Linked DNA regions of Mus musculus: all the other regions are linked to region 4. Evidence: chromatin contacts called from public HiCAR-type and HiChIP or PLAC-seq data. All regions are on one chromosome and are shown on one strand. Each heading gives the region's core, a stretch centred on a gene start, on an enhancer-like site or on the middle of the called end of the contact. The rest is flanking DNA. Distances are from core to core; before and after follow the strand shown.

Region 1 (4,644 bases), core at 1,133-3,632, 620 kb before region 4:
ATGATGAGATGTTATTGAAAACAGTGATGGACACATTCCGTTTGCTGCTGTGAGTCCTTGTCAGTGCTATGAAGAAGAAAATGGCCAGAGGTTATAGCTCCCGTTTAGAAAGACCAAATTTATTGTAGGAGCCCAACTGATGGTATGAAGTTAATTCTTTATGCATTGTAAACACATTCCCCAGTGGTCTTTACTTCCTTGTTTATTTTCTAGGAAATTTCTGTGGAAGAATTCAAATGCTGAGAATTGGAATTTTTATCTAGGATTTGGTGCATTAGGTTCACTGTCCAGGTTCTTTGACCTCATATCCTCACCAGAAGGCATTTCGACTTAAACGTAAACCTATGAGCAGAGTGCTCTATCTCCACTGTTGTTATGCCATTTCAAACTAAGAAAGATAGGGACACGGTGGCCTGAGTCACAGAACATGTGGAACTCTAGAGATAAAGAGGATAGAAGATGGGCAATGATCTGTTTTCTGGATAGCTATCAAGAAATGGACCCGTTTCCCAGATACTTGTCTTGAGAAATACACAGCAGTCTATGGTTCTGAGAAATTCTGTTTTAATACATTCATCATAGGCTCTTGTGGAGTGGTAAGCTTTCAATCTAATGATTCCTGGTAAATTTTGTCAAACTGTCAATGCTTGCTCTCCTTTCGTAGCCCTCGAACATTTTATTTATTTCTCATATTTTCTTTTCTTTGCCTTTTTCTTATAATTAATAACCAAAGTTCAAGACTTTTGTTCACTCCACCCAACCATCTGATAACCTCTTTCCTTACCTGCTTTTCTCTCTGAACTATCATAATTGTTTGACGATCTGTCTGTCTGTTTCTGTGTCTCTGTCTCTCTCTCTCTGTGTCTCTCTTTGTCTCTGTGTGTCTCTGTCTCCATATCTCTCTCTCATTTTTTTTATCTGTTAAAGACTCTCTTGTCATGTATCTGTGTGCAATTGGCCATCACTTTTCCTTAAACAGCTCTCAGGAATATGCTAAATTATCTCTTTTCATGCCTTCAAGTAAACTTCAACATATATTTTAGCCTATTTAACAGTCTTATTTCTGAATATTATTTTCAGGATACGCATGTCAGACTATTTTTTTAAATTTTAGCCTTCATGAATAATGTCATTGTTGGTTTTTAAAGACATTGATACTGGAGAGTGATTTTTGATATTCATATTTTGATGCATTTTTGTTTAATATTACACCTTCATACTAGACTTCAACATTAAATGTCAGTTAAGGATGTATTCTTTTAGAGGAAGTCATAAACTCTAGATGAACCAATGCAGATTCTTATTCTGAATTATCAGTTATTGTCTGGTAGCTTAACATGTATATATCTGTGCAAAGTGCATATGGTATGGCTTTCTCTTATACATGGTAACATTTAATATGTTCTTTTGAGTAAAGTGCATTTATAAAAAGAAAAAGTTAATGATACATGTTATCAATGTACTTTGTTGAAATATGATGGATCTCATTGCAAAGAATGGGTCATGTGTTTTGAGAGAATTGTTATCTGATTATAAGGAGAGCTAACACTACAACATATTTACTAGCTTATATTACATAACATATCGTTTAACTTATATTTGAGATGTAACCCTAGTAACTGATTGACATGTGAGAACAAAGTATCTTGGAGACTTCTACTCATTTCAGAAGGACTCCTGAAAGAAGGTGTCCTTAAAGAACCCAAAGTATTAATAAACCACTTTCTGCTTGGATTAAAAAAAAAAAAACTTAGAAGAAAACGACCTCTTTCAAAGTCATCATATTGCCAGGATTCATGGTAGACAATATCTACTCAACAAATCCCATGAAAAATGTATTTATTTATTTATTTTTGTACAGAAGAAAGCTCTTGCTTTTCTTTTTTCTTTTCATTTTTCTCTTTTCTTCCCTTTTCTTTTCTTTTCTTTTCTTTTTTCTTTCTCTTTTCTTTTCTTTCTCTTCTCTTCTCTTCTCTTCTCTTCTCTTCTTTCTTTCTTTCTTTTTTTTGTGGATTGATAACTCCATCCAGAAAGGGCATTTGTACATGATGGAAAAGAAACATTCTATAGCCAGCTTTGTGGCTGTCTTCAAAACCTTCCACCATCTGAATAACCCCTGAGGTTAAATAGCTGGTAGACATCTGGAGGGAGAAGTAAGAGAAATGAGATCATCAAGGAACGATATTGTGCTTACAACATGTGGCGAAATGAGTGTCTCTTCGCCATCTGTTATTTGTGTGTGTATTTTATTATGTAAATGTTCGTACACACTGCATTCTAAACAAAGGAACATTACTTCCACTTTGCTGGTGCTGCCAAGCTTGCGTATGTGTCCTGGAAAAAGAAAGTGGCAGACAGAGAATTCGGGGTTCATCTGGCCACTTGTGTCCTTTTCCTTTCACCAAGATGGTGAGAGACTCTATGTGGGTTTGATTCCTTTTCTACATCCTGTTAACAAATACAAAGCTTGGCTGGGAATGGAAAACAGTGTCTTGATTACTACAGCTCTGGTCTCAAGCTTCTTTTGCTGGCATCTGCAGGGAGAAAGATGCTAGATGCTAGGATGCCCTGGGATGGTTCCAATGTACACTAGTGATAAATCTAGGCTAGAAAATGAATTTGGACAAAGAAAACAGTCTCTGTGCAATTTCTGCTCATCTGTTTAATTCCTGGCACATATACTCTGGGTCATGGGAAGGTTCTGGTGTACTGCTGTCAGTGTCCCCCTAAACAAGAGGAGTGTGTGTGTGTGTGTGTGTGTGTGTGCATGTTTTGGGGGAATAAAAGTGAGGAGATTTGGGTGACACATATTCTCGTTTAAATTTTCATAAAATTACCAATTTAAATTGAAATGTAATTATCCTAACTGGCATCTTTTTGGCAGCAACATAAAAAAAAATCCTCTGGCTTTACTGTACCAAGCAAAAGCCCCGAGGAGTCCTGACACTGGCCTTTAATCAAAAGCTGAAAAGACACAAAAGCTTTCGGATAATCTATGCCAAGCTATCTTGGACAGCATGGAATTGCCTGGAGCACCCTTCTGGTGGCATTTAAAACACCTGGTGCCCTTAGAAAAAAAAGTACATCTGTGTCTGCGATTTCTCCTTCTGTAATTCCCTTAAATCCTTCTATCGCAACCCATTCTCCTATCTTTTTAAAAGCAAGGATTCGTCAATGGCAGTAAAATAAAGCAGTTTTATTTACCGAGAGAATGGTACTTGTCACTGGCTACGCCTGGAGGTGTCAGACACGGGTGGCCATCTGCACAAACTTCCTCACTGTTTATTTCGTGGGGTTTAATATAATTAAACTATCATTGTGCTCATTGATTCAGTTCAAATTTTAATTTGATAATTGGGGGAAAGGTGTGCATTTGAAATGGAGGCAATTAATTGACACTTTAAATGCACTTGAACAGAAATAATTTAAGTTACACTGTACTTAGTGGTGACTTACACTGTCATGTTTATGCGGATTCTTCCATTTAGCTTGTATCATTACTGGGTAGAGGTAAATAATGTTTCTCACTCTAAATCCCATTGACACTAGTAGTCTAATTCTGAAATTTGGATTTTTTTTCCTGCCTAAAATAATCCCATTCATTTTGTAGTGATTGGCTCTTCTAAAATTCAGACGTTTTAACTCCGAACAACAATCTAATCATTCATAACTAACCTAACACATATGCAAACTAATTATGCAGATTGTCGCATAATTTTGTAAATAGACAGTCTGATTCCCCTTCTAGCAAACACCTTGCATAAAGAAATAATGAGAATAACAAAGATGCAGATTTCCAATTTATAGTAGCAGCTCTACTTGATTTGAATAAAGAAAGAAAAACAACTGGTTATGACTTATTTAACTTTTGTTCTAGTACCAGGTTTCCTGTAATTAGTTCAAAGGCAGTGCATCTATGCATTTTGGTGAACCTACTATAATTTCAAAAGGAACCATATTTATGGATAAAGCAGTTTTGTGTGTTAATTAATCTTCCATCTGGAAACAAATATGCTCTCTCTCATTTTTTCTACATCAAGAACAAAAGCTAGGGAGTCTTAGAGAGTTACGATATGACCATCCATTTCTACTAGAGTTATTTGATTCACAGAGCCTGCAATTCATTTCATCAAAACGCCTAGGAAAATTCAATTTTGTAAAATGTTAACTACCTCACCTATAGTAAACTACCTTCTACCTATATTAAACATCACCTAAAAAGAAATGGTTGCTGTTTCCCCATATTCCCTGAGAGGTTCTGTTCCTAATAGGTAGAGTTGGAGCAAACTGTTTTACGCCACATATGAAATGTTGTATTCTTTTTACAATGCACTAATCAATACTTTTAATATTCAGTGTAACCATAAATAAACATTGGTAAATTTTGGCAGCTCACTTCAATGAGGCAACCAATCTCATATTATTACAGTTGGAAACTTTATTAAAACAGGCCCTGTGAAGATTTTTATGAAGTCCAGCTTCTATTCAAGCTTGGCAACAATGCTCTTAAACTTTTTCATAAGAATGTGGTTTTCTCACAGTTGAAAGCTTGTGATTAAGAATTCCAAACTCAAAGGGGGAAAGATAAACAAACAAGCAAACAAGCAAACAAAAAAACCCCAACACTCAGGAGCACACTATACC
Region 2 (4,538 bases), core at 615-3,114, 550 kb before region 4:
TATGATTCCCTCTTTTTCTTAAGACCAGTAGAATAACAGCGATTTCACATTACTTTTGCTTTCCCTGCGAGCTATACTCATGTGTTTGCCAATATTATAGCCATGTGGGATTTAAGGCTAAGTGTCTTAATTTTAGGAAAATTATCAAGGAAAGATTTTATGCAAGGAAAGCTTGCTACTGATACAAATATTTTCATTGAATCCATTTTCATCTGCTTAGAAGCCCAACCAGATTGCTTTCTTCCCATTTGTTTTTTGGTTCCCCCTACCCCACCCCCATGATCCATTTTGCTGCTCTTTGCAGCCTGGTACTGCGGTGCTGTGCTAGCATAGGGAGACTAGGGAGGAGACGTGACCAGACACAAAGGTGATAAAGGCTTGTCTCATTTCAATGTTCAGCCAGAGTGGAATGCAAATAGCAAGCAGTGCATGACAAGAAGTAAATTAGATCTTTAAAACCCTTCTTTTAATAATCACAGATGATCCTGACACCGCGGGCAAGGCTTTTCTACGAATATAGGATTTTTTTTTTTAGCTCAACAAAATCACCTTAAAAGCCAGATAAGAGACAATATGACTTTGTTCCTTCCCTGTAAGAGCGTTTCATCCATTTTACATGGCTTTGTGAACACACACGCACACACACACACACACACCTGTACTTACCTATGTTTTTCTGAGAGTTTCTTTTGATTTTATTATTGAATTGTACACCATCATAAGAAATTGTATTTATCTCTCTCCTCTCATAAGACAGTGGGCTGGGTGGAAATTCAAAAGAAAAGAAGAAATTGATTTGTTTTCTGGGTAACCATAAATGGCCTGGAGCCAAAACTATAGACATGTCATCCATGCAAGTGAGGGGAAAAGCAGAAAGCCTTAGAGGCAGGAGAATATGATCACAGGGCACCCAGAATTGAATGATTAGTTCTGCCTTTTTGAATTAAATATAGGAAAGGTAAAATACAGGATAGGAAAAAACCAATGGAAGGAATTGTCAGATTTAATATAAAGAGACAAAATTCCTTGAAAACAGAAAAAAATGCCAAACGCTTTCATATGCAAACATCTAGACTGACAATTAGACAGTAGAACACCTGCATCCAATTAGACAAATAGCACAGTTTGCGGAAGAGGTACACACTACTCTGGAGAATCTCCTGCGAACTAGCTTATCGATAAACAGAGGCATCTGTGATGTTATTAGCACAGGCTTTAGAATCAGGAAACCTTGGCTTGAAGTTTCTCTTAACAGTGATGTGACCTTGGACTGGTCAACTAACAGCTCTGAATGCCAGTTTTCATCTTAATGGTACTATAGGGGGAAAATCAGTAGTACTGGAAGTGGGGTAGTTTGCCATCTATCCTATAGCAGCGTCTACGTAATAACTGCAGAGAGGTAAATGTGTTTATCCTTAATCATAAACTACAGCATATTTATAAGATAAAGAATCCATTTCTCTTCAAAGAGCCCACATCTTCTGACTTCTGTATCGAATGATATTTAATAGTTTCTAATACTTCTGAGATGGCGTTAGCATCTGACCCCTGTGTTCAGTAGCTTTGTGAGCTAAGGGAGCGCGAGCAGCGCATTATATACTAAAAGAACAGGAAAGACACAAAGCAAGTTCTGATTTCATTCGCCGAGTGCTCTCCTTTAACAAAACAGGTGTCTGACCCTAGGAACGCAGGGTTATTACGGAACAGATCCTAAAACTGAGGAGGCGCTCAGTCGGATGAGGTGTTTCTCCAGTATTTGCCTCACAGAGCAGATTTCTTTGTCTCCTGCCACCACGTGCATGCTGAGCCTGTCAGCAGCAGCAGAGGGAGATTTGTGATGTGAATCTCAGGTTTGATGTTGTTTACTGTTGAGTATATTCAAGTGGCATTGCCTTCTCTGCTCTTCTCCCGTACAGGCGGTTCCGAGGGCTGAAAGCATCCCTGTCCAAATGAAATCTTTTTATTTTTTTTCTCCCCCTTTTGCTTTGTTCTCTTCTGTCTGCTTCAGACACATGGCCACCTGGCATATGCTGTGTGTTCTCTATGCAGAAACTGCCAGCCAGCTAGCAAACAAAGCGCGCGGACACGCATGGGCAGAGCAGAGCGGAGGGCTGGGAATTCAGTCAATCCACTGGTCATTGGGTCAGACATTCAGGTCAAACGGTTTCTTTGACTGAGCCAACTGTAGGAACAGTAGATCCTGTCATGTATAGACACAGAAAAGGAAGTGTTACGATTTACACGTTTCTCTTCAATGCCCTGCATCACCCAAAGAGAATTCCCTGCAGTCTTTGATATTTTAAAAATTCAAATTAGATACTCATTGGCTTAAGCCATCCAATTACTTTTGAATTTACAGAGGAAACAGAGGAGAAAAAAAAGGATTAAAATAGTTGTTTTAAATCTCATCACTTTAGAAATTACAATGATCTCTTAAAAGCCATGGCTATCTGCATGTAACAGGTAATGCTCAAGGTTAGGGTTTCAAGAGGCAATTTCTCTTTAGATCTCAATAACAATTATTAGAAGAAGAAAAAAAATTTAGAAAAAAAGGGAATTGGTAGAATAATAAGGCATCTTTACAACGGTTTCTCTCTCTCTCTCCCTCTCTCTCTCTCTCTCTCTCTCTCTCCTGTCTATATTTGTATTATATTTTCCTGGGCATTACTGTGTGTGGAATAGTTTATTTTCTACAAAGAATAAAACTAATAATAAACATAAAATTTCAGGGTTTTTTTCCCCTTAATTTATATTTTATTCACCGAAGGATACATTTTTTGTTTTTTAACATCAATGCAAAATTGTTGCTATTTTTGCTAGGAATGCTTTGTCCTCAAACATGGTGACACCTCAATATGTCCAGTCTAAAGCAATGCATGGAATAGTGATGAGAAGACAACAGTGATTCAAGCTGTTTCCTTTCCGAGTCTGGAGTCGTGAAACAGCAGCAACAACAGAACAGGAAGGTGCACTGAGCAATGCTTTAGCCTTCAAAGGGCACATTGTGCACACTTGATTTGCAAGCAAGCTTCATTAGGTAAGACACACCCGACACATCTAACATGGCAACAAACAAGAAAGTCTAACTGGGACTACAGTCTTATCAGCTAGGAACCAGCGTTGTAGGGCAAACCAATGCAACCCACACCAAGTGCGCCATACCAGTGTGGTTGGGTGATTGGGTTTCGAATGGGCAATGAAGCTTCCGTTTTCACGAAATCAATCTTTCCTGTGTGGAAAAGCAAATTAATGATACAGATAAAAGAATAAAAGTTCCCTCAAACGGTAGGCTCATTTCTTTGAATCTGCTTTGCCTTCTCTCTGGCTTGTAATCCTGGCTTCTCTAACCAGGTATCAAATTATTGGATTGTGCTGTCTACAATGTTATATAATCAGAACTGGGTTGATTCATGGTGAGTTTGTAAAAATTACTCTTTTATTCTGAGCTCATATCTCTTGATCTTAGATTTATGGGGATGCCAATGGCTTCATCTATATCTTCCTCCTCTCTCTCATTCTCCACAACCCCCCCCCCAACGTCATCCAAGTAGCATCTACTTAACCTTTATTGTACCCGCCCATTTCAATGGAAAAGAAAGTACATGAAATCCCATTGTTTTCCTTAGCTGATTTTTCTGCTTAATTTACTTTGTCGCCTATTCCATATTTTATTTCATACAGATTAAAAATGCATTTATACTCCCCAGAATATTTAAACTCTTTATCAATATCATCTCAAGATAATGATTCTGCTTTGTTATGGTTAATTTTCTTATACCCATTCTTTTAAAAATTAAAAAATATATATTCTTGGAGAATTTTAAACATGAATACAATGCAGTTTGATCATAGCCAAACCTACTCCCTCCTTCCAACTTGCTCCTAGGATCCTTCCCAACATATTCCTAACTTCATATTTTCCCATTCTTTTGTTTTATTGTGTTGGTAACAAACAAATGGGACAGCCCATACGTACATGGATGTGGGATCATCCACCAGAGTATAAGCAGACTACTAAAAAATAACTCTTACCGGGTGGTGGTGGCGCACGCCTTTAATCCCAGAACTTGGGAGGCAGAGGCAGGCGGATTTCTGAGTTCGAGGCCAGCCTGGTCTACAGAATGAGTTCCAGGACAGCCAGGGCTATACAGAGAAACCCTGTCTCAAAAAAAACAAAAAACCAAAACAAAACAAAAAACAAAAACAAACCAAACCAAAACCAACACAAACAAAAAACAAACAAACAAAATAACCTCTTTCCCAGCAAACATAAATTGCCAATAGTTATTTGGGGCATAGCGTTTTGAGAGTTCCATGTCATGCTAGAGTCTTTAAGTGACTTGACTTTGTACAGATCTTGTGTAAATAAACACATTTGATGTGAGTTCATGCATGTAACAGTCATGTCATGTCTAGGAGATGGCATGTTGTGGCACTTGTTACCGCACTATTTGGTGACATGATCCTGGGAGAGCAGAGCCTAAAAGTGAGGCAGATTAAGTTTCCATGCAATAGCCGTCTTTATTCAGAGTGCCAGA
Region 3 (4,408 bases), core at 1,397-3,896, 750 kb before region 4:
GTCGAATAATTAATACAAGCACAAAATGCTTAATGGCTACATCATCTAGCAAATGGTGATGTTCTGGAGATGTTAATTTTAAATGTCTTTGTTCACCCTGCAGAAGAATGCACTGGTTTCCGGGTATTTCATTTGTCCTTTGAATTTCAGCATCGGTGTGATGCCATACATTTACTAGCATGAGAAGAAGAGGGAGACAATCTATATCTTGGTCAAATAGTGTATTTTAAAAAGCACTCTGGATAGTTCATTTGTGTGTTTTTGTCTCCATGAGTGTCTGTGCAACATATGGGTGCAGTTCCACCACTGGCCAGAAGAGGGCATTGCATCCACTGAAACTGATGAACCATCTTGCGCATGTTTGCAATTGAGCTTGAACCCTCTGGATAATCAGACAGTGGTGTTGACCTTTAAGCCATCTCTCCAGTCTGTAACTTATTTTTCGTAAGACTCTCTTGTGGCTTTGGACTTAGTAGACACTCTCTTTTTATAGATCTTCGGTGACACCCACTGAGATGGGACTCCTACCCCACCTGACTACTTTCGTTTCCCTCATCATTTTTCCGTGAAAGTAAAGTTATGGCATTTCAGAAGAATTGGCAATTACTTTTTACAAACAGGAGTAAACTGAGGAAGGAGACAGCAGCTAAATGATAGTGCCGCTCAAATTCCTACTGTTGTTTGTAGGGTGTATTGCTTGCAATAATTCACACTCACTCTTAACTTCTTGGCCCAGGACATTTTATGACTTTGCTATACATCTGAAAAAAAATCTGCCCTCCCCCCCTTTTCTTGGCTCCTTCAAATATTTTTTTAATGGGACTTAAGGCTAACTTTTTAACATGTGACTTTTACCTTGATCTCATTCTTTAAGTACAGTTTTAGTTTGGTCACATAGTCTGAAGGTGGTAACATTTTATATAAAGACATCCAAACTGTTCTTTCCTTAAATGGAAGTATCTTTATTATTTGTTACAGATGCCTTCTTAGAGAAAGACTTAAAGACTTACCAGGATTTCTTTTGCAATCCAGAGAAGGTTTCACAGTGACCAAAGATAAAGAGTTAGGTTTTAGTAAACATACAAAATTATACTTAAAACAACAACAACAACAACAATGTCTCAAACAAAGTATCGTCCACTAGAGAGTCTGGTTATGATTCAGCCACCATTCCTTTCTTTCTCTTTTTGATAAATAGATTATCTTCCTTGTTTTCCTAAGGGCAAGATCACTGTTACCACTTTCGGGGACTTCTTGAAACTTAGTAATTTTTTTTTCCCTCAATTTCTCATCTTCTCTATATGTAAAAGCTTACTGTGAACTGAAGTTCAGGGTGTTTCACAATGTCTCCCTTCTTCTTTGTCACCTAGAACTATATTCTAGGAGACTTTATTATTACTGATATTTGGGGGAAAAATCTGCTTCTCTTCTGCTTCATCCCTTCCAAGGCTCTTTCTGAAGATGTGAATGCAATTTTACACTTATACAAAGCTTGCAAGAGAGAACGTGAAAGTTTAGCAGCAACAGCAAAGGCCCTGTGAACCGATCTAAGTTCATGAATCATAAAGTTAGATAGATTCTTTTATCTCACTCTCAAAGAAAATAAAGTCCTTATCATGGGAACTTTCTAGTCGCAGACCAGCAGAATGAATCTATTCATCCCTGATGCTGCGTTTTGTTGGTGTGTGGTTAAGTGTGGAGTCTCAGTGTAAAAAAATCCCAGTATACATGTGAATACTTGATAGATAATGACTGCACATTCCAAGGACAGACATAAAGTATGATTCCTTATAAACCTGTCACTCTGGATCATAATTAGTATAATTCCGTTTTGTTTTAGTTGCATGACATCATTTGGTTTTAAAACAAGCAACTTCATCATAAGAAAAAATGTTTAACCGTCAAGTCAGCAGAGCCCAAAGCAAATTTCCCATGTGTTAACATCAAGAAAATCTTGCATAGACAAGCATTATAGCAACTTCTGAAAGGAGGCTAGGATAACAGAGGCCAACTTCACTTTGATACAATCGGCACAAACGCCAGAAGCACTTGATACAAACATTGCAGCTAAAAGGAGACACTACAGTAAGATGTTTGCATTTCACTAAAGTCTTTAGCATGCTGGACCAGGTGGGACTATACAACATACATGTAGTATCCAAAAGGAGGTTAGGAACTGTAGGATCTCGATTTTTTTTTTTTTTTTTGGATTACTTTTCGATGTTTTTCATTTTTGAACAAGAAAGAGACAATGCGTTTCCGGGGAACTCCTCACACTCTGGGATGGCATTTAGTGTGGATCCTTAAGCATGCCGTCCCTCTCCCTGGACAAAGAAGCGTCTCTTTTAAAAGTGAAGGGCTGGCTTTTGCATCCAGACCGTCATATATTTTTCTCTGAGTACTGGTTTTGGGAATGGCTGTGTTCTTTCGGTTTCTCCCACACTTGGGGAATTTATCCTTAGGCAACTTCAGATGGATCCATGCTGGGCTTTTGACGATTGAGCTCTAGCTCAGAAAAGGAGGTTGAAAAAGAAAAAAAGAAAGAAAAAAAACCGATCTTTTTCATCACCCAATGAAAGTGCAAAGAGATATTTTTTGAAGAACAGGGTGTAATTAGCCTAAATGGAATTGGGCCAAATCTGCAGCATTAACAGGCTAAATGTGTCTCTAGCTCTTAGAGCATTCCAAAGATAGGCTCATTCTTGACTGTTATGGATAAAGACTGAAGCATCTACAGAAGTCTAAAATAAGAAAATGGGAAGCATGGAAAAAGAAAAAAAAAAAAACCAAAACAGCCTAGTCCTCGCACAAATCAAAGATGGTTACTAAAGCTTGCTATCCTTTCCCCAATCGAAAAAAAAAATCCACATGACTAACTTTTCTAAGAAGAGACTGCAATGCCCACCGGGAATGGGACAGATAATAAATGTAGCTGGCACTCTTGCCCAAGAGGAACTATTGTTCCATGTAAGGAATGAAAGCCAAACCCTTTCAAGAGTTAAAGAAAACCTAATTTAAGGACACATCTAAATTAGTTGCATAAAAGCAACTGAAATAAGAAAGGGGTTTAAAAATATCCGATGTGAATACTCAACGTGTCAGCTGACCCAATACAGTGCAAAACAACCCCCGTCCCCACCACTTCTCAAAGAAAGAAAGAAAAATCATGAAAGAGAAGAAGGAAAGGAAAGGAAGCCAGCACCACGCTTGCTCTGCTGAGCTCATCCTGACTTTTTGAGATACGTTTTTAAGTTCAACATGAAATTTTATGATTCTTCGAAGCTGAAATGATTTCTTTTTCTAGCTATTATTTCTGTTCCCAACTGCAGGCTATAACAGGTAGGATAAATGTGGTAAATGTACCTAAGAGTCTGGACCTGGACTGCTTTTGTTTTTTTGTTTTTTTTTTTTTTTGTTGTTTTTTGTTTGTTTGTTTGTTTTCAGTAGGAAGTCTCAAATAGTGCTGAATGAAAACATAACATCTGGAAGTTACTAAGATGACTGGAGGGGTGTTGTACAGATTTTTAAGAAAGCCTTTCTGTCCAGCAGTTTTGTTATACTAACCAAATGAAACATGACTAGGCCTAAATTATTATTATTTAGGACTGTTACGTCATTTAGGTGAGAAGACAATCTAAGTTTTGGAGATAAACTTCTATTGAATATGATCTTGGACTTCAGAGCTTTGATTTTGAGCACTGGACTCTCAGATTTTGCCCCATCATGATAGCCGATGCCTCAGTCTGTTCGTTTTACTCTTATCTAAAGCACTTATATTTGAACTGGAAAGATCTTCATGGTGACATGTTGCAAGGGTGGTCCCCATTTTGGCATGGCCCAGAAGAGAGACAACTCTAGACTGCGTGTGGAAACAATTGGAACTAGATCCCCAGTTTGAATGCCATTGGAAAAAATCACACAATGCTTTGAAAAAAATAGTGATAATGTTTCATTTGTTTTATGTCATAGATTTATAGAAACAAATTGAAGAATGAATGTGAGGATATGGTAAATATATATGTATATATATAAATATAAATATATATATATATATACACACACACACACACATACACACACACACAAATACACACACACAAATACACACACACATACACACACACACACAAATACACACACACAAATACACACACATATACACACACACACATACACACATACACACACACATACACACAAATACACACACACACAAATACACACACACATACACACACATACACACACACATACACACATACACACACACACACATACACACAAATACACACACACACACAAATACACACACACACACACACACACACACACACACACACGATAAAATGGAGGACAATGCTTTCCCTGCTGGGGGACCTTTTCCCAACACACTTGCTTTGTATTACGA
Region 4 (4,281 bases), core at 774-3,273:
CAGAAACACACATACAACCATGTCCTCACCGAACACATGACATTTTAGCAGTGTCTAGCCAAGCAAATGCATTTAGGTGTAATCGCTTGTTATCCCTCCACCCACTTACCCATCAATTCAAAGAGATGGGAATTTGAGCTGTTGTCACCTGGCATGTGCTATAAAATTTTGATCCGTTTCTTTCAGCCTTCCACTTTCAGGCTTCAGTTTTTCTAGCTTTCCCAATTCTAAGAAATCATAATTCATAACGAGGAGGGGAGGTTGCAGAATTTTGGCTGACAAGGTTGTGCAGATGTTATTCCTTAAGGGGGACAACTGTGACTGTCCATGTGAGTAATGGCTGTGAGGCGGCTAGCAGCCAAAAGTTCTCTTATACCAGAATGTAGAAACCATTTTCCTACTGAGAGAGGGCCCCCAGTAGGATAATATATTATTACACATGATTCAAATTACAGGATCTGCAGCAGGGGAGCTCATGACTGATTCAGGACAGTCGCCCCCTGAATACAGATGACGGGATGACGGAATGCCTCATGAATTAAAAGGGCCATGGGCTTCTTGTCTAAACCCTTCGTGTGGCTATGCCTATCATTGTGCTCGCTAAGCTTCTTTTAAAAAACCGTGCACAGTTATGACACCTTTGTTGGTGTATTTTAAAATTCCATGTCTTTGAATAATTATATCCAAAGCATTCCTTTAATAGAAAATAGACAATGGACTTTGGCTATCAGTTCTAGACAACCACATGCTTTTCATGGCAACAACGCATGGAATATATGAATTAAGAGAAATCACACTAAAGTCTGTCCCAGTTTCAGTCTTTGGGCATCTGTAAAGCAAATAGAAATCTTCTCAGACCACATGTTTCAGACTTTTTAAGCCATCTATCGAACAAAGTGTGTTATCCTGACCAACAAAACACAAATGTGCGAGACAACATTGTACTTCCAAATGTCTTTCCGTAGATAAATGAATTCCTTCGTGACTATGATTTCATTTGCTCAACTCTGGTTATATAATGATCCCATAAATTCACTGGAGGTATTGAACTATAAATGGAGAGCAGGCATTTTCAGAGAAACATTAAAGCAGCTGTTACATATTATGCCTCCTGAGAAACAAATGTCCCTGTCATATTCTGAAATAATATGTAAGCTGTTCCCTGCACTTCTTTTCAAGCTGGTTCTTGTATTCAGTATTTCTAGTAAATGGATGCAAATCAGGTGCATTGTGCTGCGATGGGAAGGGAGAGATTTGTTCAGAAATGACCTCAGTTCTATTCATTAATAAGATGACATGTTGGCTGAGAGCAGTGAAGGACAGAATAAAACAAGAGAGAACTTTCCTCCATTTGACAGATGTACATAGAGCTTTTTCTTGGAGAAAGCACTGTATGTAAAATGGCCACTACAACATAAAATCTAAAAACGTGAAAGGGACCTCCAAGATGCAGATTGCTTGGAAAAAAAATCACAACGTCCATGGCAGCATACCCCCCCCCCATTCCCTATTACATTGTACAGCAACTTGGAGAAAACACGTATTTCATTGAGAGGGGGCATCTAATAAACAAAAGTTTGGGATTTTTTTTCTGAGAGTTTTTTTTTTTCTTTTTAAGAAGGAGAAGATAATATATGCAAGACCCAACCAAGCAAAATAGCATTGTACTTAGAACCACTTCTGTTACTGCAGACATCAGTTGGAGACTGGGTAAGAGCTACCAGGAAGAATGTAGCCACATTTTCACATAGCGATTTAAATTATGCCACCAGAATAATTAATGGAAGGACTAATCTGGGGGAGGGGAGGGTAATAGGAAAAGGGGGAAGGCTATGTTAAACAAAGTTCATTACTGCATGATGTAAATGAGTTTCTCACCAATGATGTCACTGATTGGCTGAGCTGCAGGACTGGCTTCGAGCATGGCCGGATTGGCTGCTAGCTCTTCTGGTGCCTGCCTGCTTGGGCAGCGGTTGAATCAGATACTTTCTGTCTCTCTTGTTGTCGTTTGAAGCAAATCTTGTTCAGCCCAGCTGTGTCTCCATAGTAGTGGCACCCTAAGAGAGGCTCGCCCTCCTGCTTCCCACAGCTCTTCTGTGAGGCCGTCGTTGCTGTGTGAATACCAGCCCTTGGCACGAAGCCCAGACAGCGTTCTCAGATCCGTCTATAACACACACATACAAAAAAGAAAAATAAAAGCAGGTCTTTCATCTGAATTGCATCCTAAGGAGGATTAAGGCTTCTATTGCTACTGATTTGTGTTCTTTCAATTTGATGGTTAAAATCGTTTTTGAAACACAGTATCTTCTCATCTGCAGCAGAATACTATTGGTTAAAATTGGATAAAAAAAAAAGATGAGGGAATCCCCCTTTTCCCATGTTTACCTTGATTACAGAAACATACTTCTTCATTTTCTTCCTAATCACCATAACTGATGCTTTTGGTCCCCTACTAGAATTTTAAACTCTCAGCAGATTTCTAATTACAGCCGAGTCATTATTTTCAGGTTAAGACATGGGATCTTAATTAGCATTCTTTTTTTTTTAGCTATGCGAAATGAGACAGGGCATGAAGCAGAGATGATCTATGGAGAGGGAGAGAGGGAGAGGGGGAGAGAGAGAGAGAGGAAGGACAGAGAGAGAGAGAGAGAGAGAGAGAGAGAGAGAGAGAGAGAGAGAGAGAGAGAGAATCTGTATAGCTTTTACAGTTGAGCTGATACCCCCTCTAAGCTCTCCCTCCACCACCACCTCCACCACCCCCCTTGCAAAATAATGCAGTCATATGAACTTTACCAGACAATGGAGTACCTACAGGCTCTCCCCTAGACAAGTCCTTTATAACAAGCCAGTGCTATGTGCTGCAGACAGTAGCCAATCGGCAGGCTCCTTTCTGCAGCAGGGACACAATAGGTGCATTGGCCACACTGTCCTCCTAGACCCTGACAGCAGTTCAGGTTCATTTATTGTACACTGGAAGGCACATATGTCTTTAATATTCACTGTGAAATTATCAGTGTGGCTGTCTTCATTCCACTGTGATTACACCAATCTAATTACTGCGCAAAAGCTGCAGGGGCACCGCTTGCACTGAGTGACGCATAGGCATGTATGCAGAAAGAATATGCACGAACATGCTTGCTTACTTCAGGAATAAAAATCCACCGATTATTTCCTTCCCAAAGCTTAATGCTTCCTCCACAACACTTGGGTGAATATAGACATCATTTTCTGCTTCAAAGGAAAAGTATGTGGTGTGTGTGTGTGTGTGTGTGTGTGTGTGTGTGTGTGTGTGTGTGTTGTGTGTGCATGATTTAAACATTAGTCTAGTTATTTATTGGTGTGAGCTGTGGAGGTAGAATCTAGTCAGCAAATAAAAGGTAATTAAGGACCTAAAGACTTCCTCTGTATCACTAAGCATCAGAGTAAGAAGCTAAATAATGTACATGTCTCTCCACGGTTAGGCTTAGATGTTCATTTATTTGCAGTTCAATTGTCGTGGGCATCTGCCTAAGCTCCATTTGCGCATTTCCATATCACGGAACTAGGGTATATCTTGCAGCACTAATTTGACTGCTTAAAAAATTAAATATTCTGTGAGTATACAAAATCAGTATACTATAGCCTGGTCTCTGGGCAAACTGCTATTATTTCTGTGCACGTTATATTTACATATTCATAAACAGAATGGCAGTATGACCAGTGAGTGATTCTACGACAGAGGAAGAAAAGACAGGATCCAGCTTACAGAAGTGTTCACTGGTTGAGGATACTGGCAGAAAGATATTTTCCTACATTTCGTGCTTATTTTACTTTGTTTTCCCAGTAAGAATGATAACTGAAATACTATTTTTTCAGGTAGTATTTCACCAATGTTTACCTGAATTGATTGGAGTGTTTGCTTTTCTGCTGATAGTTCTGTATTTGAGTATGGAATTCATCATTAGAGTGGGTGTTCAAAAAACACAGTACTTCATTTATACCCACATGAATAATGTACTATTTATTATACATAGTGGAGAACAGACCATGCCGCGTTCCATTAATATTTATTTTATGATCCTCTTTTGTAATATTTGGAAACTTTCTATGAAATATGGAATTAAGTAGCTTTTGGAATATTGGATTTTAATATAGCATTTACTAAGTGCTAGAATTATCTTAAAAGAAAAGCATGGGTCTTCCTATTTATACTTCCCAAAATGCAGTTAGCATAAGAAGGAAGGAGAAACTCAAAGACTAATAAGACTGAGAGATCAAAAGGCTCAAGCATAAACAACACTG
Region 5 (4,416 bases), core at 1,065-3,564, 520 kb before region 4:
TTTTCAAAAGACCACTGCTAGGCATATGCTTGGGCTTAGAATGTTTAACTGTCACAATCTTTAATCATGTACCATTATATGAAATACTACCAGCTGAATGACTCGACAGAGTGTTTAGAGACTAGCTTTTCCACCAACAGTGGTTTTGCAACCATTAAAAATGTGACCCCTATGGTTTGAAGGCTTGGGTATTGGTGTGTGAGAAACGTGGGCAAATGGGAGCCAGGCTTGCGATTTCCACTGCAATAAAGGGGCACTGTGGATTGAGCAAGTCAGGATAGAGTAAGAGGGCAGGAGAGCAAGTGAAAGGAGGGCAGGAAGGAAGGAAAGATGGAGAGGTGGTGAGATGAGAGAGACAGAGACAAGACAGACACAGAGACAGACACAAAGAGATGAGACAGACATAGAGAAACAGAATAAACTAGGAAGGATGAGAAAAAGAGAAATTCTTGCTATGGAGTATCTTATGCTAAGCCTTCCAGTAATGAGGACAAAGATCATTCTAAAAATTGCTTGAGGGGCAGAAATTATTTCCTCATCTCATGTCATGGGAGTTTGTTGTTCTGTGCATGATAAGTGTGGAGGAAAGAAATCAGTCTGGAATGTGTGTAGTTGACCATCTTAAAGGCAATGAAATTATGAGGACATTTAAACAGCCCCCTTCTGTGAGGACATACCGACTCTATCACCAATAGCTGCGACAAGTGTCTGAACACTGAATTTCAGTATTCTCCCCTCTAGCTTCAGAGTAACTTCAAGGCTACAGTGAGAGGCAGAGGACTCATGTACAAGACCTATCACAATGCCAGAACCTCCGTAAACACTCAAAAAAAAAAAAAAAGCTATTCTGTGTTAGTGTCACGATCACTAAACGCAGTCTGCAGAGTGTGACCCAAAATCCTCCCGCAAGCATAAAAGACTTGCGTGTCTTCTCAATATGAAGTTGTCCTGGCTCAGATGTGTTTATGAGCAAGTGCTGGTGTGCAGACCATGCTAACACACATCTGAAGAAGATAGGCTTGATGGAACCCCTCTTGTCTGCTTCAGAGAGTGGGGATTCTATCTAAATAGAAACATACAAGGCCTCCTTGTGTTGGTTTTGATGGGGTCAGCCTCTTTGTTGTTGCTGAAGCTCTGGAAAGAGAGTAATGCATGGGGCTGTGCTGGCCAACTTGGCAGCCTGCATTTTCAGCCCACTTGGCTGTGCGTGATATTCTGTCTGAGTTTGGGAAGATCCGTCTGCTTTTGTGTTTTGTAGACAGGCTATGAGAAACAAAGTAATGAATTTGCCTTATACCACAGCCTGGAAAATAGGCCATGGCCTAAGAAAATAATGAGTGTTAAATGGCCTCCTTCCAGAGAGTTCCTGGCTAGAGACGGCAGGACAGGTTGAGACGCCTTCTGATGGATTTTGCACTAATTGTCTTCTTCCCCCAAAGAAGTTCTGCTTAAAATAAAAGGCAGGGAGTGTGTGGGGGAGGTGAGGATCTTTGTAGATAAAGGATGGGCTCTTTTTAAAGGAAGCAATAACATTATATAGATTTCCAGGCCACAGGCCAAATCTCAGGTCCTGAAGTATAACAGCAAACCAAGCAATTCTTCCCAGTGGCCACGAGGCAAGGAATGAAAGGGTTAATTGCAAATGCTCTACATTCAAGGCTAGCCTAAAACCTTTCCATGCTGCAAAGTCTCAAATGTCCATACCTTGTTCCTTGCATTGGGCTGTGTTTATCTGTGTAAATCCATTTATATGTGTCCCTCACAGGGACAGCCTGTTCCAAATTGCTTGGGTTGTACTCTGTGTTATTACCCTTTCAGCAAGGAAGCCTCCGGCATGAACCTGGGTAGGAATTGCTCCATGTGTTAGACTCGATCCAACTCTATGTAGACAATACATTTTCATTACCTTTCCCAATAATGGCATGTCTATTTAGCATGCTTTGCTGAGTTTTGTTGTTCTTTTCCGTTGCCATTGTTTGTTTGCTGTGTGTGTGTGTGTGTGTGTGTGTGTGTGTGTGTGTGTGTGTGTGTGTGTGTGTGTGTAGAATTAGAGGAATGGAAGGTGGTGGAATATCACCAATCTTGAGTAAACCTGAAAAGATGATTCAGCAGCTATGCCAAAACCATGCCTGGGCTGGCACACAGTTTCCGCTTCCCTTAACTCTTTAAGCACCTGTGTTGATCGTGATGGCGGTGGCTTCATTTCTGAATAATGATCTCAGAACCGCGTTGTGGCACAGTTCCTAGATGGGAGCCGTAATGATCCCAGCTCATTGCCTCCTTTTCTGTATTCTGCAACATTCTCTTCTAGCCTACTGTGTCTGGCAGCCCCACAATGAGGCCCCGGGTATGTCAGTGAGATGGATGATATCTGCAGTGTCTGCATCTCCAGGCTGACGATGAGCTCCTGCTGAATCTTACCTCGGGGATGCAAGCGTCTGGGCCATTGAATTAGAAAGGCAAACCTCCCCCTTCTGAGCAATGTCTTATTTTTCTCTCAGTACACAGAACAGTAATGGAAATAATAGCACGCATTAGAGATTTGATGGATCGCTCTCAGCGCTTTCATCCTCCATACAGCCGAGTGCGTGGAGCTTTCTTGTTTATTTTTTTTTTTCCTTTGTCTCGTTGCTTTGTTATTATTATTTTTTCAAAACAAAACCAAAGCAGCAACTATCAGTAAATATCACTATCAGTACAGGTAGCAATATTTTACATGGTTTCAACATACTTTTGCGTTATTTCATTAAGTGGAATTGCCTAAAATCATGTACAGGATATTTCTGAGTTAAGTATCAAAAGTAAAATATTTCACTTGTATTACTGTTTATGAATATTTTCTTGTCTCTAAATTTGATCTAGCATTTTTGTGTCACCCATTTTTTTCATACTTTTACCCATCCATTTAGGAGCTTCTTATTCCTTATTGGGAAAGAAGCCAGTTAATTTTGAGGAAGGCTGATTTCCCTTCTTTTGGATTATGCTACAGTGTGAAAGAAATTCTGAACAATGAACTAAGGTGCTACAGTGGGTCTTTAGTAAAGATTTGTTAAGAATCTCAGTATGGTACTGGTCACGTGGGGACATTTTGCAGAGGTCGCATGACAGAGGAGGAGAAGGAAAGAGTAAATAATGATATCTGTTATCTAGACAGAGCTCTGTGGACATATAGCTACGTCACTGGGGACGATACATAGAAAGGAATCATTTTGATGTTTGCTGGCCATGTCTTGTAGTTCTTGATAATTTGTAGGCAGGAAGACCATCATTGATAGTCATCTTGCACTTGGACTAGCAAATTATGCAGCCAAACTTGGAGGTGAAAAAATAGGATTCCTGGCTGGCATAATTCTCAATCTTGACCAAAGTGTAAGAGGAGAGATATCACAGCAGAAATCAGGATGTTGAAGTGAGCATTAGATATTATTCCACCTTTGCTACAAGAAGGGCTAGGCTGGAAACGGCTAGGGGAACTGATTTAGAATAAAAAGACTTATGAAGCCATCTCATCTCCCACCAACTTCTGCAATGCAATGTTTTTACTTAGGTCAATATGAGTGATAGATGCCTGATTTGACTTACAACTAAGACAATTACAATGTACTGTGGATTTGATCCAACTCATTCTGGGAAAACCGTGGAAGCTAAAGATTTGGGCTGACATGGAGGAATAAAAAGATAGGGCTCTTGTTTGGTGGATTAGATGGTGACAACAGATGCTGGAGAGGATGTGGAGAAAGAGGAATACTCCTCCATTGTTGGTGGAATTGCAAGCTTTTACAACCACTCTGGAAATCAGTATGGCAATTCTTCAGAAAATTGGACGTAATACTACCAGAAGATCCAGCAATACCTCTCCTGGGCATATACCTAGAAGATGTTCCAACTGGTAATAAGGACATATGTTCCACCATGTTCATAGCAGTCTTATTTATAATAGCCAGAAGCTGGAAAGAACCCAGATGTCCCTCAACAGAGGAATGGATACATAAAATGTGGTACATTTACACAATGGACTACTACTCAGCAATTAAAAACAATGAATTTATGAAATTCTTGGGCAAATGGATGAATCTGGAGGATATCATCCTGAGTGAGGTAACCCAATCACAAAAGAAGTCACTTGATATGCAATCACTGATAAGTGGATATTAGCCCAGAAACTTAGAATACCCAAGATACAATCTGCAAAACACAAGAAAATCAAGAAGAAGGAAGACCAACGTGTGGATACTTCATTCTTCCTTAGAATAGGGAACAAAATACCCATGAAAGGAGTTACAGAGACAAAGTTTGGAGTTGAGACCAAAGGATGGACCATGTAGAGACTGCCCCACCTGGGATCCATTCCATATACAACCACCAAATGCTGACATTATTGCATATGCCAACAAGATTTTGCTGAAAGGACACTGA
Region 6 (4,710 bases), core at 404-2,903, 930 kb before region 4:
TGAGGAAAATTATCAATAATATTTCCATGATGTTTGTAGAACATGATTTTAATATTTTCAACTGTTAATATTCAACAATATTTCCAACCATGAGACAACACTCCTGTGTTTCCTAGGCTGGCATTGAGTTTTCTGTGTTGTAAAAGATGATGTTGAACGTCTGAGCCTTTTGCCTCTACCTCCTTAGTGCTAGGATTAGAGGTATGTGCCACAATATATGATTTATATGGTGCTGGGAAGAAACCAGGGCTTCCTGCATGTTAGACAATCATAGTACTAACTTAGCCTTACATTAGATGATTTTAAAACCAATCTTCAAGTAATGGGTTTGATTATTCTGCATGGTAGATAATAATAAAAACAGGAAAACAGATCTGGGAGCTGTTAACAACTGTGTCACATTCTTGTTTCTTTAAGGGTATGTGTAGTACATTAGTGTGAAGCAGAGGTATTATTAAGGTATGGCAATTGTTTTTAGTCATTGAGAATGTAAAAGTATTATGAAGACTCTAATCCAGATATGAAAAGGGCTTTTTGGGTGCTTGTAAACTGAGCTCTTATGAACTGTAAATGCATCAGTGTGCTAGGTGATTGGGGCTCAACAGTCTAAACCCCAGTGGGATAGTAACTTGGGACTAGATTTATGAAATCAACAGTTGCCAGGTTTATCACTAAAAGGATGGTAAAAGCCTATGGAAGGATCCAGCTATTAGTCACATGACCTGATCTAGTGTGGAGATGAAAGCTTATTGGGATCTTATGGAAGCTTGCCTATACTTGTCTCCATTATAGATGAAGGAACTCTAACACTGCTACTCCCAGGAGTTTGGCATTAAAACCGAGGCACAGCAGCTCTCGCGTTTGCTGTCTTCAGATATTCAAGAATGCCTTCTAACACAGAAGGCAGAAGATGGAAGTCTATTCTCCCTCCAACATTCTCTATTCTGTTATTCTATTATTATTATTCTATTGTCCCTCCAACCCCCCTTTTTAAATCTCTTTTAGTTAAAGCTTAGTGCAGAGTGATGGAAAATAGTGTGTAACATGCTGCATTTATCATGTTCCAGTAATATACATATGTATATATATATTTATATATTCATTGTACATAGCACCATATTATAGCAGCCCTTTTCTTTCCTTTCATTATATACACATGCAAACACACAGTTGCCTTTTTGAGCTTGGCTGTAATAATCAGCTTACTTTACATATACATAGCAAACCATCATATTGTATGCATTAACTACATGCAAAAACCAGCAGACATTATACAGCTGAATTTCCTAATGTTTTACTCACCACAGTGTTACATTTTAATCTATTCTATTGTTTTCTCTCTGAGTACTCAGCTAGGCAGTGTTTACTAGCCCCATCTATAGATGAGGTTGTGTGACAAAATTCTGGCCAGAAATTGATTTAACTGAATATAAATGTGCATATGAAGCCAAAGATGTAAGTCAATATTAGCTAGAATTATGATGTAGAAAAAAAATCAATGGAGTATCTTTGTGTTAATAATAAAAGCTTTTCAGTCGGAACAAAGGCTCAGACTTCCAACTCCTTTCTGATATTCAAGCCAGCTAATCTTCAGTGAATCTCGGGATCAGACAAAAGCTTGTTTGTAGAGCGTTATTGGTATTCCAAGGTCTGTGGAAAATGACGAGGCATTCTGTGTGCATGCTGAATCTTAAAGTGAATGCTGTAATGTGTACCTATAACTAACCTATTATTTATTGTTTCCCCAAGGTTTCTGGACAAAACATCATTGTTTGCATTTAAAACAACTTGGCAGTAATAATCATTCCATGCAAACAGCAGGCTAACGAATACTTTCTAACTAATTAGGAGTGATTCTGTGCAAGGTCCCTGAGTTGCAAACAAGCAAGTCGCCTTTGGCTTTCGATTAGCTTCTCATCTCATGCACTCTGCATACAGTGTGTAGAAAAATTAGAAAAAGGACAAGTGAATAGGGATGGTAAAGGAAGAAGTTTGACAAGGGTGGTGGCTGTAGGTGATACAGATGGGAAATGTTTAGGGGATAAAATACATGTATAGCAGTGATGGACAAGTAGTCGAAGTGAGAGTTGATAATGAAAGGATTGCACGTTCTTTGGTGAGTGCACGGGACTGTGTATATTTTGAGACTACTTGACTCTGAAATAGCTTTCAGTAGTTTTTTATTTGTTATGTGCACAGATTTTAACTCAGAGGAGTGTTCTCAACGAGGCTATTATTATTATTATTATTTTTGAGACAGGGTTTCTCTGTGTAGTCCTGGCTGTCCTGGAACTCACTCTGTAGACCAGCCTGGCCTAGAACTCAGAAATTCACCTGCCCCTGCCTCCCAAGTGATGGGATTAAAGGCATGTGCCACCACACCCGGCGAGGCCATTATTAAAATGTGCTCATTTGACTCATCTGTGTCCTGTGCAGGAGACTGATGTATCTTGAAGAATGGCACTGACCATACCCACTACCCACTAAATCAAGTGTTGATTTCAATCAACTCTGACATGTCAAACACTTTTTTCTTTTGAATAAGGCAACCTATGCCTTCATACCTAATATGCAGTTATTAACCTTTCTTTAGATCTATTAGTAAAGCTGTCATAAACTGGCTACTGTCTTGACAGGAGAGCAGTATACCTTCTTTGTCTTTTCCAGGGTTATTTTGGCTTTCCATCTTCTGTAATAATCTAGCCTTTGTCCCTTAGAGTAGGTAACCTGAGGTCAACCTCATATTGCGTAAAGACAGTGCATCCTCAAATTATAGACTATTTCAGGAGAATTCTCCAAAGTTGATAATTTCTTCATTCCACAGAGCTTGCTTCTATCAAACAATTGCATTAGTTGAAGCATATAAACGGGGCAACCACATCAGAAGTAGTTTTGTTAATTAACTTAATATGAGTATATAACAAAATACTTGTTAGATTGGGTACTTTGTGGACTAAGAGAAGTATATTTACCTCACAGTTCTAGAGATTGAAGCACCTGGCCGAAGTTTGTGCTTGCTCTGGTGAGATGCTTGTGGCAAATGCTGTGATTGTGGCTGCTGGTTGGGGAGAGACTCATTGTACAGCAAGTGCAGCAGGAACTGGTATTCCACAGGGATTGAGCTAAGACTTTGCAAGTGTTGCCTCCTTAAGGGCTTCATGACTTTTCACTCTGCTCCACCACCTCTGAGCAGTTCTTCATACTATGCTGACATCAACCAAAAAGATGTCTACAGCATGATCGACTTACTTTGACATGGCACTGTAAGTATTTCTATAGACTTCTGCCATTGTTTTCAGGAAAGGTAGATGGCAGGATTTATATATCAATGTTATTTCATGGGCTTCAGATAATGTCTTGATGAAGTTAAGAGTTTGGAAGATGTGTGACTGGAAAAATAAGTGACATAGATATTGAAAGAAAACGTCCATCAATAGCTCTCCCCCAGAGAGTGTCCCATGTAAATAATCGTCAAAGAACAAATAACACAAGGAAAAAAAATCATGATAGTAGGTGGCAAGGATGACCTAGTCTCTAGAATAAGTTAACCTTCTAACCTTGCCACTCCTGTGTTTTGCTGGAGGTCTCATAAACAAAACAACCATGGTGATGTAAGCAGAGAGTATATACAGGCCTGGCTACGTAGATTCAATTCCATTAATCTCACTTAGTTTTAAACACTGGTTATTATCCATCCAATCTGTTTACACCAGAGATGAACGTCAAGCTCCTCACATGACAGCCTCTCTTTAGAGAACTTATCAGTTAGTTACCTTGTGACAAGGTCTGTTTATATCACGGAAGGGCTAGAATTTGTTCTTATAGGAGCAGAGTTTTACAATGAACACACATATTTGTTACCTGAAATACTTAACTACCATCATGAAGTTGATCAACATGCTAATACTGTCGTCTATACAACACAGCCTTTGGCCAAGGACTCATTTTACAGCAAGGGAAGCAGAGAAGTGGGCTCATTCTCCCAATTCACCAGTCAAGCCACATTTTCTCACACAGAAACATCTGGATTCATATGAGAAGTGGCTTTTGGAGGCTCTGATGGGATGCTGGCTGTGTGTCTACCATTCTCCTAGGATGCAATGTATGTTCTAGGTTGGTTGGTGACATACAGTGTCACTTCTCTATTTCCAATCCTCAGTTTGGGGATAAAAGGATTGAAATTGGAGTAAGTCCATTCACTATATTAGACAGAGAAACCCAAACTTTGTACATATTGGTTTTCTTCAAAAATTTGAATCATTTTGAATGATATTTTATCTTCATGGGAAACATGATTTTATTTAACAATAGAGCAATGGCTCTTCTACCTGGGAGTTGAGCCTTGCAGTCTGGATTACTAAGATTGGAAAGTCAATAGGCAAAGGACTTTCTCTATTAACTTTCATCTTTTGATTTGGGATTATTGACCAATAAAGAAAAAATTAGATAGTTTATTTCAAATATCAATAGAGAAGAGCATTTCTTTCTTTCTTTCTTTTTTAACATTTCATTTTATTAGGTATTTTCTTATTTTACATTTCAAATGCTATCCCAAAAGCCCCCCATACCCTCCTCCCCCACTCTCCTACCCACACACTCCCGCTTCTTGGTCCTGGCATTCCCCTGTACTGGGGCATATAAAGTTTGCAAGACCAAGGGGCCTCTCTTCCCAATGATGGCCGACTAGGCCACCTTCTCCTACATATGCAC

Evidence for each region. HiCAR-type assays count read pairs that join an accessible place to other places. HiChIP or PLAC-seq counts read pairs in DNA pulled down with a chosen protein or histone mark.
Region 1: an H3K4me3 HiChIP or PLAC-seq map of embryonic forebrain shows a contact between it and region 4, with 4 times the contacts expected there. The contact joins two enhancer-like sites. A contact is called at or near these places in 3 of 115 datasets of contacts at active chromatin or transcription factors (astrocytes, embryonic forebrain and forebrain).
Region 2: a contact with region 4 is called in an H3K4me3 HiChIP or PLAC-seq map of embryonic forebrain, with 5 times the contacts expected there. The contact joins two enhancer-like sites. A contact is called at or near these places in 1 of 484 Hi-C or Micro-C datasets (cortical neurons) and 3 of 115 datasets of contacts at active chromatin or transcription factors (astrocytes, embryonic forebrain and forebrain).
Region 3: a HiCAR-type map of astrocytes shows a contact between it and region 4, with 4 times the contacts expected there. The contact joins two enhancer-like sites. A contact is called at or near these places in 3 of 484 Hi-C or Micro-C datasets (cerebral cortex, cortical neurons and epidermal suprabasal cells) and 4 of 115 datasets of contacts at active chromatin or transcription factors (astrocytes, embryonic forebrain, neural progenitor cells and 1 more).
Region 5: an H3K4me3 HiChIP or PLAC-seq map of embryonic forebrain shows a contact between it and region 4, with 4 times the contacts expected there. The contact joins two enhancer-like sites. A contact is called at or near these places in 2 of 484 Hi-C or Micro-C datasets (cerebellum and uterus) and 3 of 115 datasets of contacts at active chromatin or transcription factors (embryonic forebrain, forebrain and neural progenitor cells).
Region 6: an H3K4me3 HiChIP or PLAC-seq map of embryonic forebrain shows a contact between it and region 4, with 8 times the contacts expected there. The contact joins two enhancer-like sites. A contact is called at or near these places in 2 of 484 Hi-C or Micro-C datasets (the 3T3-L1 cell line and tail fibroblasts) and 5 of 115 datasets of contacts at active chromatin or transcription factors (embryonic basal ganglia, embryonic forebrain, embryonic hindbrain and 2 more).

Annotation. Positions count from the first base shown.
Region 1 is chr16:77,850,224-77,854,867 of GRCm38.p6, reverse strand. No RefSeq gene overlaps it. Among named protein-coding and RNA genes, the nearest start is that of Mir125b-2, 210 kb to the right of the region's middle. Within about 2 kb of position 2,382, at least 35 of the 459 cell types and tissues checked have an H3K27ac peak or open chromatin away from gene starts, as enhancers often do. A contact at or near this core is called in embryonic forebrain, where this site is marked.
Region 2 is chr16:77,785,652-77,790,189 of GRCm38.p6, reverse strand. No RefSeq gene overlaps it. Among named protein-coding and RNA genes, the nearest start is that of Mir125b-2, 140 kb to the right of the region's middle. Within about 2 kb of position 1,864, at least 73 of the 459 cell types and tissues checked have an H3K27ac peak or open chromatin away from gene starts, as enhancers often do. A contact at or near this core is called in cortical neurons, embryonic forebrain and forebrain, where this site is marked.
Region 3 is chr16:77,985,244-77,989,651 of GRCm38.p6, reverse strand. No RefSeq gene overlaps it. Among named protein-coding and RNA genes, the nearest start is that of Gm31431, 100 kb to the left of the region's middle. Within about 2 kb of position 2,646, at least 32 of the 459 cell types and tissues checked have an H3K27ac peak or open chromatin away from gene starts, as enhancers often do. A contact at or near this core is called in astrocytes, cerebral cortex, cortical neurons and 2 more, where this site is marked.
Region 4 is chr16:77,234,848-77,239,128 of GRCm38.p6, reverse strand. No RefSeq gene overlaps it. Among named protein-coding and RNA genes, the nearest start is that of Gm31258, 66 kb to the left of the region's middle. Within about 2 kb of position 2,023, at least 101 of the 459 cell types and tissues checked have an H3K27ac peak or open chromatin away from gene starts, as enhancers often do. A contact at or near this core is called in astrocytes, cerebellum, cerebral cortex and 6 more, where this site is marked.
Region 5 is chr16:77,758,044-77,762,459 of GRCm38.p6, reverse strand. No RefSeq gene overlaps it. Among named protein-coding and RNA genes, the nearest start is that of Mir125b-2, 110 kb to the right of the region's middle. Within about 2 kb of position 2,314, at least 57 of the 459 cell types and tissues checked have an H3K27ac peak or open chromatin away from gene starts, as enhancers often do. A contact at or near this core is called in cerebellum, embryonic forebrain, forebrain and 1 more, where this site is marked.
Region 6 is chr16:78,168,029-78,172,738 of GRCm38.p6, reverse strand. No RefSeq gene overlaps it. Among named protein-coding and RNA genes, the nearest start is that of Gm31495, 15 kb to the right of the region's middle. Within about 2 kb of position 1,653, at least 5 of the 459 cell types and tissues checked have an H3K27ac peak or open chromatin away from gene starts, as enhancers often do. A contact at or near this core is called in embryonic forebrain, where this site is marked.